Linked DNA regions of Sorghum bicolor: region 2 is linked to region 1. A link is a contact called in public HiCAR-type data. All regions are on one chromosome and are shown on one strand. The core of a region is the stretch at or near the end of the contact, and the rest is flanking DNA. Distances in the headings are between cores, read along the strand shown. Region 1 holds the start of LOC8073540 (ethylene-responsive transcription factor ERF060). Region 2 holds the start of LOC8070071.

Region 1 (2,721 bases), core at 212-2,711:
GTAGAAAAAATAAGACTTCAAATCTTATTTAGACTCTAAATCTATATCATTCGAGGTAATAAATAACTTTTACTCTATAATAGAGTTTGTATTGTGAATGTGCTAAGTGGATGGCGCGGCCTTGTTTACTTTCAAAAAATTTTGCAAAATAGAAATAGTAACACTTTCGTTTATATTTGACAAATATTGTCCAATTATGGACTAACTAGACTCAAAAGATTCGTCTCGTCAATTCCGACCAAACTGTGCAATTAGTTTTTATTTTCATCTATATTTAATACTCTATGCGTACGTATAAAGATTCGATGTGATAGGGAATGTGAAAAATTTTACAAAATTTTTGGGAAACTAGGCCTTGTTTAGTTCGCAAAAATTTTCAAGATTTCCCGTCACATCGAATCTTTGGTCGCATGCATGGAGCATTAAATATAGACGAAAATAAAAACTAACTGCATAGTTTATCTGTAATTTGTGAGATGAATCTTTTGAGCCAAGTTACTCCGTGATTGGACAATGTTTGTCAAATAAAAATGAAATGCTACAGTACCTAAAAACAAAAAAAATTTTGCGAACTAAACAAGGCCCCCAAGCTGCAAACAAAGCGCGGGGTCCTTTACGACCAAGTCATAAAAGCTACTCCCTCCATTTCAAAAAGACCAATATTTTTTACTTTGACCAATCATGTTTAACCGCTCGTCTTATTCAAATTTTTTATGTAAATTCTAAAATAGATAAATTATTATTAAAGTACCTTTAATGATCAAATAAGTCATATCAAAATAGACGATATTTATATAAAAAGTTTTAATAAAACAGATGGTCAAACAATGTCTGAAAGTCAACAACAACGTTGTTTTTGAGACGGGGTGAGTATAAACGAAGCACCGATCCATAAAAAAAAAGAGACACCAAAAAGTTTTTATTTTCGGTACTCTATTACTGGTAAATAAAAAACAAAAAAAAATCAGAGCGGTGCACACCACGGCACCATCTCCCGGTCTCCCGCCGCCTGCGGCCGCACACTTGCGTGCGTGCTCGCCAAAACAACACACGCGCCCCCGCGCGTCGCCTACCGCCGCGCACCGCGCAGCCGCGCCTGCAGCTGCAGCCCCAGCATCACTCCATCCGCCACAGCGAAAGCGAGCAGCGAACAGCCACTCGCCCCCACCACTGGCTCCGCGCCACGCGCCCTCGAAAAACCGCCACCTGCCGGTCGCGTCCCGGGGCACGTGCCCTGCGACAGCACACGTGGCGCCACGGCAGTGGCTCCCCTGACCTGTCACCGCGCCCCCGCCGAAACCCCACCCGCGGATTCTCCGCGTGGGGCCCGGGCCCGCATGGCAGCCTCACGGGACGAAGCTTCGTCCTCGGGGCGAAAAAGCGCGATTAGGAAGAGGTGGTTAGTGAGGTGGTTGATAAGGTTGGGAAAAAAGATCATCGCTGCCCTGCCTACTTATAAAAGAGCAGCCATGGTGTTCCCCCTGAGCTCCTCAACCCAAACACCACACCACACACACAATCCCCTCTTCTTCTTCTTCCACAAACACTCCACGCCAGCCAGAAATCCCCCAATCCACACACGCACCGTCGTCTCCGTGAGGTCTGAGCGAGGTAGGACGAATAGCTCTGAGCGAGTTCTTCCGTCTTCCAGGTAGAATCATCCTTGCAGCTCTCACTCTCCTCTTCCCGTCGCTCGTCTCTTGTTCATAGTTGTTGGATTCCTCTTTCTTCTTCCTTGGATCCTACTAGCTATTACAACAGAGCTCCAGAGCCTTTTAGTTTCTGGTCTCTGATTTTCTCCTTCTTTTTTTTTTCTTCTTTTTTGGTGGGATAGCGAAGAGAGGTTCTTTTTCCACATCTCTCTGTTCGTTCAGTGATCATCAGTCGTAGATCTGTCCTAGCCTGTTCTTTGATTTTAGCTAAGAACTAGGCGATTTATTCTTTCTTTTATTGGAAAAAAAATCCCCAGAAAAAAAAGTTGTTGGTAGTAGTATATTTTCTTGTACGATTTGATGGCGGCTGCTATAAATCTCCCGGGGCCCAGCGAAGATCTGATGCGAGCGATGGAGTCCTTCATGCAAGAAGACGCCGCCCCATCCCCTCTGCCCATGCCGCCGGCGGCGCAGTACCCGCCGGCGACGCCGACCCACCTGAGCCCGGCGCAGATGCAGTTCATCCAGGCCCAGCTCCACCTGCAGCGGAACCCGGGGCTGGGCCCGCGGGCGCAGCCCATGAAGCCCGCGGTCCCCATCCCGCCGGCGCAGCAGCGGCCTGCCCAGAAGCTGTACCGCGGCGTGCGGCAGCGCCACTGGGGCAAGTGGGTGGCGGAGATCCGTCTCCCCCGGAACCGCACCCGCCTGTGGCTCGGCACCTTCGACACCGCCGAGGAAGCCGCGCTGGCCTACGACCAGGCGGCGTACCGCCTCCGCGGGGACGCGGCGCGCCTCAACTTCCCCGACAACGCGGCGTCCAGGGCGCCGCTCGACCCCGCCGTCGACGCCAAGCTCCAGGCCATCTGCGCCACCATCGCCGCCGCGTCGTCCAAGGGCGGCGCCAGGGCCAAGCAGAGCAAGGCGATGCCGATCAACGCGCCCGTCCTGGAAGCGACGGCGGCGTGTCCGAGCAACAGCTCCTCCGACGAAGGCTCCGGGTCGGACGAGGAGATGTCCTCCCGGACGACGACGACGCCGGTGGTTGTGGCGCCGCCGGTGGTAGCGGACA
Region 2 (2,700 bases), core at 190-2,689, 220 kb after region 1:
TCAGAAATGCAATTGAACATCCTTATGAATACAACATAGTTAAGCAGCATGACCTCTCTCTCTAGGCCTGGGAAACCACCCCATATGAAATTTTGGCGCCATCCTCTTTCGTAAAGAAATGATACCAGTGGAGTCCTGTTTGAATAATCATCTGTAAGGACTAAGAAATAATTTGGTAGAACTAATTAACAAATGCAGTCCCATATTCATTGTCCCCCAGCCCCAAAAGAAACAGTTTGGCAAACATTGATACTAGTATGACATGCAACCTTTAATTGGTTCATTGGTTGACTGTATGCAAAAGAAAGTATCTCTGTCAGCAACATTTTCAAGGCTTCAAAAGGACATCAAGATTTCTTGTGTTTCCAATTTAGAGGCTTAGAGCCTTAGGAATGCTTTCAGCTGTTAGTTAGTGGGGGTAATTTTTAAAATAATTCCAGCTCTCAGAGAAGTGAAGCAGAAGGCCAAGTGAATCATGCCCCTAATTTATGGGACACTAGAATTTTAAGCTTCAGAAGGTCAATTTCGTCTGTGATTAATTCCCTCGTCCCCTCATTTCACCAAAATTCACCAGGCCAGCTAATCCCAGAAGAAACAAACAAGGCTCCTTACCTGAACAATTCTGTTGCTGCTGGCATGGACTCAGAGTACTCTATCGAACCAACTGACACTGTAAGATCCCAGTAATCCTGTTTGTTCGGGTAGGATTTCTTGCAGGTTGAACATTCGAGACTGGAAGCATCGCTAGAGATGAACAAACAACCATCAATTTTGGGAAGCTGCGTGATAGCCAGTTGGCTGTGGTAGTGGCAGGTGAGGTGGTGCGGAACGAAATGATGAAAGGCCACTTACTCCGACTGATCGCTCGAGCCCGCGAGGGGGTAGTAGCAGATTGGACATGCCAGCTTCCTCAGCTTCGTCTCCGCCGCCGGCTCCACCAAGGGTTCCTGAAATGGAAAGCACGCTTTTATTAACTCCCCGCCTTCTCAGCGGAGTGTGTGGTCTAACTTCTAAGTGGACGGGCTCTCCGCTCGACGGAATGCTTCAGCGGGGCGGGGCGGGGCGGGGCGGGTCGGGGGAGCTCACCTCGACAGCTTCGTCGGGTATGTCGGGAGCAGTGACGGCAGGTGAGGGTGAGGCGCTGGCGCACAGGTCAAGCCTCCTCGCCGAGGCAACCCGGTTCCGGCGCGCCGCGATGTGGTGCCGCGGCCGCGGGTGCCGATTATAGCAGCGCGGCGCCCCGGGAGCTGCTGCGGGTGTGGTCGCCGTGCCCAGCGCCGCCATGGGAAGTGGGGAGAGGTGGCGCAGTCGTGCTCCCTGGAGACTGGTGGAGGCGCGGCGGAGAGAGGACCGGAGGAAGCGAAGCGGAATCCAAGGCAGTGAGCAGAGGAGCACGGCGGAGGGAGCTGGTGGGCCGTGTGCCTCCACGACAAAGCACACTATTTTGTGGGGTTTTTTTTTTAAGAAAAAATGGAAACTCAGGTTCCATGCACACACGATTTGTGGTGGTGACGTGCGAGCTGATGTGTCGGTCTATCATCACACGCAGCATGAGCCCATGTTGGCTGTTACTACAGATGCAAACGGTTATAAATCTGCGGGGTTTTATTACCCCAAACTCATGTCCATGAACATAAAATTTGTCCGCTAAAAATCTCATAACTTATGACGGGTTTAATTTGGTGTCTAGACTCGTGCCCATCGAGTCATGGGTACCCATCGGATTGCCCATGGGTACATCCACGTAGCAATAAAGAAAAAATAGAACATAAAAATCATGTCTCAGAACATAAAATTATATTCACTCTTTTCATTTTTTACTTGAATGGACATATCATCTTATATATGTCGATGAACGGAGTAGTTTAGTAGAAAAATTTAGGATATTGTGGACTAATATGATTGCTTCACTATGATGGGTCGGGTTTTAAAAACCCATGGTTTATGGGTTTGGGTACTATATCCCAGACCTATGTCTATAAACCTATTGAATCTAGATTTTTATCCATTAACAAACTCATGAGTAGAAAAATTGACCCATACCCTTGTTCTAATAGAGTAAAAAATCCATCGGATTTCGGGTTTCAGATACCCATTGCCATCTTGAGCTGCTACTGTTGTGAAAAGAGCTGACAGGTCGACCCACGTACTACTATTCATAGTTATTAGGGTCGGACCGGATATCGATCCGGTGAGATCATCGGTTCAATGGTTTATTGGTCCAACCGTTAAGAACCGGTTGAACCGCCGGTTCGATTGTTTTGGACCGGATGAACTGAATCGTTCATAAATGCTTTGAACCGGTGTAATATAATGACATATAATAAATATTTTTTAAGAAAATATATAATAAATAATTAGCAACATATATTTGATCACATATACAAATAGCTAAATAAGATGATAAAGCACAATTATATAACTTGCTTCCCACTAATGTACACACGTACTTCAATATATCAGTGCTTTGTTTTACCAGATATGTAAAAATATGTATAAATAATATTCGGAGCAGTTACAAGTTTATGCAAAAATGACTAGAATATTATTTCAAATATTCATCGTTGGAAAACAATCTAGAATACTAAATAGAGTACGTCATTGCGAAGAGCTTGTTGAGATAATTAAAATAAATATATTATTTTCCTAATTTGGAGCTCATTTGAAAAAATTATGAAATTTCAAAATTTAAAAGCCATT

The links. HiCAR-type assays count read pairs that join an accessible place to other places.
Region 2: a HiCAR-type map of leaf shows a contact between it and region 1, with 4 times the contacts expected there. The contact joins the promoter of LOC8070071 here to the promoter of LOC8073540 in region 1. A contact is called at or near these places in 1 of 4 Hi-C or Micro-C datasets (leaf mesophyll) and 1 of 1 datasets of contacts at active chromatin or transcription factors (leaf).

What each region holds. Positions count from the first base shown.
Region 1 is chr7:53,161,576-53,164,296 of Sorghum_bicolor_NCBIv3, forward strand. LOC8073540 (ethylene-responsive transcription factor ERF060) reads left to right here and starts at 1,462. Exons shown (of 1, transcript XM_002444274.2): 1 at 1,462-2,721. The coding sequence starts at 2,013.
Region 2 is chr7:53,385,591-53,388,290 of Sorghum_bicolor_NCBIv3, forward strand. LOC8070071 reads right to left here and starts at 1,440. Exons shown (of 9, transcript XM_021464996.1): 1 at 1,087-1,440; 2 at 853-947; 3 at 613-732; 4 at 54-135. The coding sequence starts at 1,284.